Linked DNA regions of Hordeum vulgare: regions 1 and 2 are each linked to region 3. Evidence: chromatin contacts called from public Hi-C data. All regions are on one chromosome and are shown on one strand. The core of a region is the stretch at or near the end of the contact, and the rest is flanking DNA. Distances in the headings are between cores, read along the strand shown.

Evidence for each region. Hi-C and Micro-C count contacts between places; a contact is called where the count stands out from the background.
Region 1: a Hi-C map of leaf shows a contact between it and region 3, with 2.0 times the contacts expected there. The contact joins the promoter of LOC123426467 here to the promoter of LOC123426465 in region 3. A contact is called at or near these places in 2 of 6 Hi-C or Micro-C datasets (leaf and seedling) and 1 of 1 datasets of contacts at active chromatin or transcription factors (embryo).
Region 2: a Hi-C map of leaf shows a contact between it and region 3, with 4 times the contacts expected there. The contact joins the enhancer-like site here to the promoter of LOC123426465 in region 3. A contact is called at or near these places in 3 of 6 Hi-C or Micro-C datasets (leaf and seedling) and 1 of 1 datasets of contacts at active chromatin or transcription factors (embryo).

The regions. Positions count from the first base shown.
Region 1 is chr2H:415,395,053-415,398,944 of MorexV3_pseudomolecules_assembly, forward strand. It overlaps LOC123426467 (probable UDP-N-acetylglucosamine--peptide N-acetylglucosaminyltransferase SEC), which reads left to right and starts at 2,440. Exons shown (of 28, transcript XM_045110308.1): 1 at 2,440-2,814. The coding sequence starts at 2,637.
Region 2 is chr2H:414,667,892-414,671,660 of MorexV3_pseudomolecules_assembly, forward strand. No RefSeq gene overlaps it. Among protein-coding and RNA genes, the nearest start is that of LOC123426465, 320 kb to the right of the region's middle. Within about 2 kb of position 1,565, at least 3 of the 3 cell types and tissues checked have open chromatin away from gene starts, as enhancers often do. A contact at or near this core is called in leaf and seedling, where this site is marked.
Region 3 is chr2H:414,986,882-414,990,766 of MorexV3_pseudomolecules_assembly, forward strand. LOC123426465 (transcription factor bHLH62-like) reads left to right here and starts at 1,260. Exons shown (of 6, transcript XM_045110305.1): 1 at 1,260-1,995; 2 at 2,091-2,258; 3 at 2,668-2,733; 4 at 3,295-3,363; 5 at 3,481-3,552; 6 at 3,664-3,885. The coding sequence starts at 1,342. The coding sequence ends at 3,879.

The sequences.
Region 1 (3,892 bases), core at 1,190-3,689, 410 kb after region 3:
CTATTTCAAAATATGCATATACTTCAGCAATTGATAGTATGTGTGTTATAATTTTGTTGATTAGTTATTATTCCTTATTGCCACTGTGTTGCTTCCAAATTTAAACATGACATATTTTGATAAACTGTATTAGATGGCGCCAACTAATCTTAGATGTCAGTGGACATTTGCAACGTGCACAAAAAACCAGTGGAGCCTAAGTAAGTTTAACATGTCTTCTCATATTTTGAAGAAATGGAAAAATCCTGTTTGCTAATTTAAGCTATTTGGTATAGATTCATAGATTTTGACGACCTCGAATATTCTAATACATTCAGAATTTGTAGCATATGTGTGAGGGTAGATGTAAATTCCCGGTTAATCGGAGTTGTGATAACCTTCACTTCATTCTTATGGACATAACTATAAGTCTCCAGCATGTCAGATTGCTAAAATAAACATATGGTTATCATCATCTAACATTTTCTAAAACAGTTCTAAGGGTGCCAAAATCGAAGCTATTGTATCTGGAAAAGTTTTAGTGAATAGATTCAATCTTACATCGCACATGGGAAGGAAATACATCATTCATGGTGTTACTGCGCGCCACAACTTTGAAGAACTGGAGTGTAGATACATTCAACACATACATGAGTGTGTCCTTCAGTGCAAGGACATTTGTTGAGTCCATCTCACTTCAATTTCCAACGTATCCCAAGCATTTGATGTCATTCCAGGAAATTCAGAGGTGTCCAAAGCAAACTTTCGTAGGTATGCATTCATGCATATAACAGTTACTAACACAAAGGTAATCTTGATACCTAAATTCGACTAATGATATTTGATACAAACATAGTTGGCATAGTCGTTCATTATGATAGACATGAAGTCATCGAGGGATACCCACGTGTTGAATTATATAGAGAGGTCACCTTTATGGATATTTGATATGTGTAGTTGGTATATAATAGTTCCAACTCTTTTATATCGACTTATAGAAATTAATTCAAAACTCCGTTGACATGCTTACTATTTTTAAACATTCCAAATTGTAGGGGAAATTGATGGTTATTGGAATTTATGGTGGCAACTTGATTCAGAACTCATATAGGTGGTCAACATCCGAAGGCAACAAATCTGTTGTCCTTGCCACTATGCTTAGTAAGGATTGCAAATACGATAATCTATGCATCTATACCTCTATGTATTGCATATTGTAAGAAAGTGTATTGTTACGTCGACCTAAATATATTTTTTGTCATGACAACAGGAAATCTGGAAACTTTAAATTACACCACCCTTGCATTTAACCCGGATCATCCTGCAACACACATACTTGATGGTGAATTGTTCTGACTTATAATCAACTACAGATTAATTACTTATGATTGTTATTAACATATGTAGAAAAATAAATAAATATTACCAATTGTAACATTTATATATATATATTTGAGCAGATATTCGCGAGAAAATAATAGGAGGTTGATTGACATGAAGTTTGTTCGTCAATTTATTGAGTGGAGGTGGGCTTTCCTAGCAAGCAAGTTGTCTACAAATGATCTCGACGCAGGATGTATACAAAGAAAACTTGGAGCATGTAGTACAAATAGTAGACATTGGTTATGTCTATTATACATATGATTATGTGTTTCAATTTGTAAGTTTAGTTATCACGAACTTGGTTTGTATCCACTTTGTAGATGATTGTTTCGTCATGTTTGTTTGTGTCTATGGCAATTTAACGGATGCGTTAATTTTATCAATGTTTTAGTTATTATCTACATTTCAAAACAAGTTTGTCCATGCTCATAGATTTTTAATTACGTTTAACATTGTTCTCTTCCTGAAATATATTCAATAAAAAAACGAGCGTCTAAAATATCCAAATTTCATGCTATCATTTTATCAAGTAATCTTTTCATATAATATTTCATACGTCGTGCCAACACACGGGCATTTAACTAGTATACATTAATGGGCCAATAATATCACTATTCCTCTAACCATTCAACCAACCTCGTTCTCTTTGCAAAACCAACCCGTGATTGGATGGTTAAAAGGACTGTGGTATTCCCTGCCCACCAGAGTTCAAGTCCGAGACTTGCCTTTGATGATTGCATTTTCCTAATTTATTTCAGGTCTTCCGGCGATGTGCTTTTAGTGAGAGGAGATGTTCCCGTCGACAACGAAGGCGTCAGTGACGACTTCGTCAATCTCAAAATGATGTGCCAACTTAGTCTCTTGAAGATGCTCATAGGGGTAAGGTGTGCGTGTGTGCGTTTATAGAGGTGAGTGTACGCTCGTGTATGTGTACTAGCGACTTCGATTGTACGTGCTAACAAAAGAAAAACCTCGTTCTTTGTTCCACAAAGTTAATTTCACTACCTAACACGTCCGCACCAAAGACACATGGCGCGCACCCACTTGGCTCTCTCCATTTGCCGCGACGGAAAACGGTGCAACGGAGCAAATAAAAAATCTCCACCTCTTCCGGGAAATCTTTCCCAAGAAACGCAGAAATTCCCCAATCCCCGCAAGTGGAGAGGCGCCGTCGTTCATCACAGCACTCTCCCCTCCTCCCCAAAACCTCTCGCGCCCGCGCGAGATTTCGGGCCCGCGTTGGTCTAGGCCACCGGATCTAGGGTTTCCGCGCGATGCTCTCGTTGCGTAGCGACGCACGCCACCTGGCGGCGCCGGCGGTGCGCGGCGGGGACGACGTATGGCTCGGTGTCAGCGGCGGCGCGGGGCCGGCTCCCGAGGGGCCAGCGCCAGCGGCGGCTTTCCTGCTGCCCCCTGTGTCCTTGGACGCGAGGAGCAAGCAGCTCGTCGGTGGTGAGCACCTCTGCTGATCCTCGATTTTGCTACTCGTTGATCTCTTTTTTAGGTTGTGATCACCGATTTGCCAGGGGTTCCCTTTTCCTCCTTCTGCTAGGGCGTGAAGGATCTTAACTCAGTTTAGCTGGTGGAAAACCGTGCTCCGGGTTGCGTTGTTTGTGTTTGTTTTGAGTTTACGGGTTTTGATATCAAGTAGAAAATGGGGAGAACTATTTTTTTTTTTTTACTCAGAATGGTCTGCGTGGCTGGTGTTGTTGTTCGGATTTCCAGGAACATGTGAGCTATTAAGTCAATAACCTTACTGGAAATTCTAGTCTTCTACTACTGGTTTCCTCAGGCTCATTGAGGATTTAACTAATCAGGTCCACGGAGTCATTTTTGGGCATTCATAAAATAAATACAAGTGGAATACTCAATTTCCTTCTCAGGCAGGCCTCTAAATTAAACCTGAATGTTCTGTTAAATCAGATCGTATAGAGCAGAACTAATCATATTAGAACCAAGTGTGCTTTGATCGGTGGTAATTGAATTTCAATCTTCTTTTGAATACAATCTAAGTATCTAAAACTTTGTATTCAGTTTAAGTCGAAATGTGTCATTCATTTTGCCAGGAGTAGAAAAATAATTCATCCATTGCAGAAGAAAAGAGTACTCGTTCAGCGCTTATGGTCTGTACAGTCGATGCAGCAGAAGCGCATGTGCACGTAATTTGTTTGGCCTGCCTCGCTTGTACATGTTGGCTGTAGGCATGTGGGTTGAGGCGAGAGCTAGATTAGTTGAGGGCACGTGGAGTCCAATGGTTGAGTGGTGATGTGCAGTCTGCGCTCACTTGCTTCAGCCGATTGGAGTCACCCCTTTATAATTAGAACATTTCTGTGTCTTGGGTGGAAAGTGTTCACTCATAGGAACCCAGTGGCTATATTGTGTATCCGCCCCTAATTGTCTGGCATTAAACACATACATTTCACATAACTATTTGCGTAGTAGTCCAAATGGAGCTCAAGCCGGCTAACTTACTGCAGATATTTGAGCTTTTGATAATATACTGGTTAGATCCATGGATGGATAATTATTC
Region 2 (3,769 bases), core at 315-2,814, 320 kb before region 3:
TCCTTGCAACTTGTAAAGATGCGAAGCCGTCCTCGCTCCAATCATTACGGTCACCTCATCTTCCATGATTTCCATGGTCTTTTTATCCCGATCACAACAGAATACCATACCACCATCATGAAGAACTCCAAGTGAAATTAGATTTCTCCTTAGCCCCGGTACATGCCTGACTCTCCGAAGCATCCGCTCAACTCCGTCAAACATCTTGATTTTGATGTCACCTACTCCAGCAACATGATAAGCAGTGTCATCATCCATATAGGCTAAACCAAAATCACCAGACTTCTACAAAGAGAACCACTCCTTGTTGGGTGTCGCATGAAAAGAGAAAGCTGAGTCCAACATCCACGCTTCACTTTTGGTTGACCGCCTGTCTCATACTACGAGGGCATCACTACTGCTGTCTGAGTCATCACCATGAATTGACATGTTAGCACTTGACCCACCATTAAGCTCTGGACATTCCTTTTTAATATGTCCCCTCTGCTTACACTTGTGACACTGTATTTTCTTTTTCTTTTTCTTGTTCTTCCCTGCCTCATATCCCTTCCACCACTCTTCACCCTTGACTAGCAAACCTTCACCATGAGTTACTTCCACCGCATTCTTCTTTCTCATATAATAAGATAGCAATGCTGCAGTAATATCCTCATTCTTGACGGTCTCCTTGCCGTGCGTCAGAGTAGTGATCAAATGGTCATAGGATGATGGCAATGAACAAAGAAGCAGAATTGCCCTATCCTCGTCGTCAATCGTTGCACCCAAGCGTGCTAGATCCGTCACGACTTGATTAAAGGCGTTCATATACTCCACAAGATCCGACCACTCCTGCATCTTCATCCCATATAACTTTTGCTTCAGATACACCTTGGTCGTCGCAGTCTTGGACATAAATTGACTCTCCAGCTTCTCCCAGATCTTCTTCGACGAATTCTCATCCATCACATGATAAATAACCTGGTCCGACAGACACAACCGTATAGTTCCGGCTGTCCTCAACTGTAACTCCTCCCAGTCCTCAGCCTCCATTTTAGCTGGCTTGGCTTCCTGCAACAATGCCTTCAAGCATCCCTGTTGTGCCAACAAATCTTTCACCCTTGTCTGCCATAATCCAAAGCTTCCAGTCCCGTCGAACTTCTCCATCTTAAACCTGGTACCCACTGTCGCCATGGTTCTTTGTATGGCTGACTGTGTGAAAAAATAATCCGAACTTCCAACACGTGTTCAAGTACACAAGATTTACTAATAGCAAATTCCTACCAAAAAATCCTCCGTGTTCACGAGTAGTATCTCTTGAGCCAACTACCGATGCTGTAGCAATTTTGCTTTGCCTTGCCCGTTGCCTTCTTTTATAATATGCCTGCACGTCCAGTAGTCCGGCTCGGTTACATATACTGTCCTGACTCGGTCCAGTTTTTTGATCCAAAACAAACCTCACGTCATAGCTTATGGCCTTCACGTAATCTTCTAGCTACAGCTGCAGATGGGCCTCCCCAACGTCCGGCGCAACTTGCATGTACGCCAAACGACCAGCCCATCGAGATGCCGCCTGTACGCCGAACGACCACGCGTCGCTGTCACATCACCCTGCGCGACCCGGACACTGGTGCCTCACGCGCCCTGCAGTGTAGCCCGCGTACACGGTACACCCGCAACTCGCCGAGATCGCCTGGCTCCATACGTGGCCCAACTCACGGCATCGCGAGAAGCGTTCCGCGTCTCGTGCCTTGACCTGCCTTCGCGAATCAATCTGGCTAGTCCTTCCGAAGTGCGCCGTCGCTTCCACGTATGATCCGATCCCGACGAGGAACACACTGCAACCGAGCGACAACAACGATCCCGCGACCTCTTCGAACGTTGCTCATGATACCATTTGTTACGCAATCCCAGATCCGCTAACACCAACGTTTTCGACCCACATGTGTCAACAAGCCCAACCAAAAAGCAACACCGACTTATGACATGCTTGATGAAAGGACCACGATTACACCTAGAGGGGGGGGGGGAGAATAGGCTATTTAAAAACTTCATCGAATTTGGCTTAAACCTAATGCGGAAATAAACTAAGAGGATACTTTTAAAGCGCAAATCCTAAATGCAATAGGCAACGCAACGTGCACCAACAAAACGATCTACCAAGATGGACACAACACGGTTACTAACAAGCACAAGTAAGTTACACAAACTTACTTGAGCTATATCACATGACGAGTAGGTGAACGACACAAGATACTAGATCACACTATAGCACACGATATATCAAAAAGCTGCAAGTGTGAACGTGTGGATATAGAGGGTATGCTTGAACGATTAATCTTGTACAAAGAAATAGCCAACACAATGTAATGAGCACAAACAATATGCAAAGTATGTATGCTCAAGTAACACAAGTATACCACAAGGAAGGAGTTAGGGTTAGGGATAACCAAGGTCACTGAGACAAAGATGTATCCCGATGTTCACTTCCTTGAAGGAAAGCTAGTCACCGTTAGAGAGGTGGATGTTACCACGAAGGCACACCAACACCACGAAGGCTCACCCTATTCTCCCTTTGAGATAACACCACGAAGACGTTTCTCAACCACTAGTGGTAAGACTTTGAGGTGGCTTCCAAACCCTTACAAACTTTTCCGGGGGTAATCACACGGATTGATTCCTCTTCGAAGAACTCCTACCGCCTAGGAGTCTCCAACCTCCAAGAGTAACAAGATCACGGGGAATGCTGAAAACTTGCTCAAATCTCTTGGGTTGAGAGGAGGAGAGGGAGACGATCTATCTTTTGATTGGAACAACTCTCAAAGGGGCTCACAAATACTCTTGGGATCTAAGATTTGGTGTGAGCAAATGTGTGTGAGGTAGAAATGTGTTCTTATGAAGATATGGCAATGTTGGACCCCCTCTCATGAAGTGGGAGGGGGGTATATATAGTGGGGAGACTAAAGTAACCGTTGGGGTCACTTAAGTCTGACAGTGGTCGGACGTCCGACGGTTTCCGGATGTCCGACAGGCGTCGGACGACCGAAGGAGTGTTCATATCAGTTGGCCACTGTGTAGTCGAACAGGGACCGGACGTCCGAAGAGAGGGTCGGATGTCCGAGAGTTCAACTCTGTTCAAGGGCACCGGATTTCCGAAAGCGGTCGGACGTCCGGCCCTCGAACGACCGGGGGAGGCAGGAAGTCCGAGGTTTTTGACTCTGGTGCAAGGCTTCGGATATCTGAAAGGAGTCGGACGTCCGGTCCTCGGACGTCCGGAGGAAGCCGGATGTCCGAGCTTTTGACTCTGGTATAAGGTTCCGGTTTTTCGAAGTGGTCGGGCGTCCGGCCCTCGGACGTCCGGAGGGAGCCGGATGTCCGAGACTTTGACTCTGGTATAAGGTTCCGGATTTCCGAAGTGGTCGGGCGTCCGGCCCTCGGACGTCCGGAGGGAGCCGGATGTCCGAGACTTTGACTCTGGTATAAGGTTCCGGATTTCCGAAGTGGTCGGGCGTCCGGCCCTCGGACGTCCGGAGGGAGCCGGATGTCCGAGGCATTGGTTATGTTTTGGGATCAAAGCACAGCAGTGGAGATGTGGCATGAGCAGAGAAGTAGAGATGTAGTTTGAGCAAATTTATCGCAATACCCAGTGATCCCCTCTTAATAGTGCGGGATCCCTAAAGACTCAAGAATCATAAAAAGGGGTACCGATGATCTATACTTGCGTGTATACTTTTATTCGCTGATCATCACTCCGCACCACTAACGTCAAAGGAACTGATACCTTTGAGTTAGC
Region 3 (3,885 bases), core at 10-2,509:
GGGGCTAAACTTCTGGACTTAAGGGTTTGGTAGGGTCCTCTATAAGCAGTAAAAATCTCAAGGGCTTTGGGCAGAAAACAATAGGGTTGAAGTGCAAGCTGCAAAACTGATTCAGAATAGAAAAGGGGATGTGGTGCTCAAAATCTCTAAAATACTTGGCTAGGTTTTTGCATAAAATTGATCAAGGATCAACATAGTTCATCAACATTTTTTGTGAAACTTTCAAACAAAGTTACCAAATGATTGCAGTTCAAACTAGGCCCTTAAAGGAAACAAAATACATTTTTGAATAAATGAAACTTAAAAGAAAATATTTATAAAAAGGCCTTCACTGAATTTGGCAATGAAGGGGAAAAATATTGAGGCAAGCACCCAAGTCATATCATATTTTTCAAAAACTCCTACTTGGAAAATAATATTTTATAATTAAAAGAAAACAAAGGGATCTGAAGTCAACAGGAAACCTAAAAATAAAATTTTAAATTATCCTGATCAAATTTAATAAATAAAATCATGATTAAATTTTTGGGGTGTTATAGTTCAATAGTTGACCACATGGTTTTTCAGCTCTTAGAACCCATAACACTATGCAAAGGATCTTGTGAAAACCTATTTTAATTAGCACAAGTGTCTTGCTAACATCAAAGTAGTTTCAAACTGAATTTGTGGAGAAGAAAATAATATTTTCTGACAACCTATATGAAAATAATTGGTAAATGTGTGATTATTTGGCTTTCTAAAAACATATGTACACATTGATATTTGCTTGATAATTAAATGAGTTATTTGTCATTATCAATAGCAAATTTTAGATTTATACATTAGCTTAGTGGTGCGTTGCATATGCAGAAATTAAAATATCTTAAAGTATATGTTGATTCTCATGTACTCCCTCCGTCTCAAAATAAATATTTTAACTTATACTAGCTCTAATATAAAATTATACTAAACTTAAGACACATATTTTAAGACGGAGGGAGTATGTTCATAACATTAGTTAAAACGTGCAACAATTACTAGTAATAGCAAATAAATTTTATCTTTTTTGCCCACAAGTCAATGTTGACTTTTTTCTTGAAAAATTATATATTTTTGCAAAACAAAGTCAAGTTCAAACTAAAAATACTTCTAAACTATTTTAGATTTTAATTAATTATTATAAAGAATTTTTCTTGAAGATACATATACAACCACGAAGCGAAGTGTATTTCCCCACTTCCCACCCGTTTCCATATATAACGGTCAACTACCTCCTCCTCTCCAACCTCCTCAATTTCCCCCCTTCCCTCCCCTCCCTCCCTCCTCGCACCCGAGCACACCAACGCACACTTTAACTCTCCAATGACCAACGAGCACTTCTTCCCCGGAGAGTACTTTTCCTCCGGTCTCGCCGCGCCGTTCCTTGGCGCATCTTACGTGCAGCCGCCGCATTCAGGGTTCGAAGCCGCCGCCGCTATGGCGTTCGGACTTCCGTGGGCGGACCAGCATCTTCCAGTAGACTCCTCAGCCACTACGGCACACTTTGACTCCGCGCTCAGCTCTCTGGTCTCGTCTCCTGCCAGCGCCAGCGCCGGCGGAGGCTTAGCGCGCGGTGGTGAGGATGACGTCGCCATCGGCGACCTGATCGGCCGGCTCGGCAGCATCTGCAACGGCGCCAGCGCCAACAACTCCTGCTACAGCACGCCTCTCAGCTCCCCTCCACGCGGGGCCCCGCAGGCGTTCCGCGGCTATGGCGCCATCGCCGCGCTGGAGACCGGCAGGCTATCCCGGGTGTCAAGCAGCAAGTCGCTCGTCGGCAACACCTCCGGCGTTGCCGCGACGGCGCCATTGGATCAGAACGCCCAACTGGAGATGAGCCCGGAGACGGATAGTCCGGCCGCAATGCAGGACCCGGCCACGAAAAGGGGCGCCGCCGGTTCCGCGAGGAAGCGCAAGGCGGCCCCGGCGAAGGGCAAGGCGAAGGCTTCTTTACCCGCAGTACAGCCCAGTTGCTCCGTCAGTTCTTCTCCCCTCTCTCTCTCTCTCTCTCATTTCACAGATGTTGCCAAGCAACTCGGCGGATAATATATAAATTATTGGCGCAAATGCAGATGGCGGCAATTAATACGAGCCCGCCCAAACGGCCGAGGGTCAGCGACGGCGGCAACGACGAAAACGCCGGCGCGGTGGAGGAGGAGAAGTCCGAGCCGGTCAAGGACTACATACATGTGAGGGCGAGGAGGGGCCAGGCAACCGATAGTCACAGCCTCGCAGAGAGGGTACGGTACCTACCGAGCTCAGATACACATTAACTCCCAAATCCAAATGCACGTCACTGTAATTTAGCAATCACTTGGGCGCTGTTTGGTTTGTCGTTCCGTTTTCAAATACGCGTGTAAGAGATACGGACCTCAGACCGTCGTTTTATTTTTAATCCGAAATTGTTCACTGACCAGTAAAATACAAGGGTAAACTAAATACCTTCGTATTGAATTACGACCAACCAAGCGCGGCCTTGGGCGTAATTGTCAATTAACCTCCCTTGTTACTACTACTACTACCTTGTGGTTGTTATTCAAATAAATAAATGAAGTCTGTCGCAAAAATAAAAAATAAATAAATAAATGAAGTGTGCATATTTTGCTTGTTCTTCTTTTCTAATTTTTTTTGCTTGTTCTTACTTGGTAGGTGAGGAGGGAGAAGATCGGAGAGAGGATGAAGCTGCTGCAGTCCCTGGTGCCAAGCTGCAACAAGGTACGTCGTGTTTATGCATGTATGAACACACCAGAGCCGAAATTTCCTTGAGGTCAAATTCTCTTAACTTGGACGGTTAGCATGTGAAGGCGAATACACATAGATAGCGTTTTGGAGACTGTGTCCATGTCTAAAATACATATGAACAAACGAAACTCGTCATACTTGGATGTTTGTTATCAGCTACCACTTGTTCATTAGCTAATTAAGTACTTGGTATGCTAGTTGGACTTTTTTGCAAGCTAGGAGCCACTCCACCGAAAGTAAGAAGAAAGCTATGGTGAAGTCTGGACTTTGGAGGCAGTAATTTCGTAATTTGGACCGTACTAGTCCTAGAGCTAGCAGCAGTAGTCATAATTAGTTGCGATGTTCCGGCTTTTGGTACTAGTAGACGATGATTAGTTAATCAATGGAAGGTGCGGGTGGTTTAGGTGGCGCGCACGATTACTTTAGTGCCCAATTATTGCGGCGGCGGTCAATTTTTGGTTTGTTTAAGTTTTTCTCTTTGTGTTTTTTAGCTGCTTAATTATTAACCATCACATGCGAATGTGCGGTGGACAGATCACCGGCAAGGCACTCATGCTCGACGAGATCATCAACTACGTCCAGTCGCTGCAGCGTCAGGTCGAGGTACAACTAATCACCAAATATGCAACATGTCGCTAGACTGAATTTTCTTTCTTTCTTTCTTTCTTTCACAGCTGAACTAACTAGTACGTAAAAATAATCTGTACTACATTCTTTCAGTTTCTGTCCATGAAATTGTCGACCATGAATCCTCAGTTGGAGCTCGACGAGCAGTGCATCCCGTCCAAAGAGGTGAGAGTTCATATGACACGTGCCGGTTCGATAAATCGAGTTTGGGACGCCAGAGCTTCTATCAGACCAATTAAATTGATGTGAGGGAGATAACCTTTCCAGATGAACCAGATGGCAGTGCCGGTGTATCCGTCTGACGATCGGAACCCCGGCTTCTCCTACGCCGGTTCACCCGCCGACTCACTCACGGTCGCGCCAAGCCAGCACCACGGGGCAGTGCTAGAAGGCACCTTCAGCTGGGAGCAAGACTGCCTCCAGAGCATGGTGCAGATTGGGGGAACCAGCGGCAGCCATAGCCAGGACCCCCAAGCTTTCTACGGCGAGTGAAATACT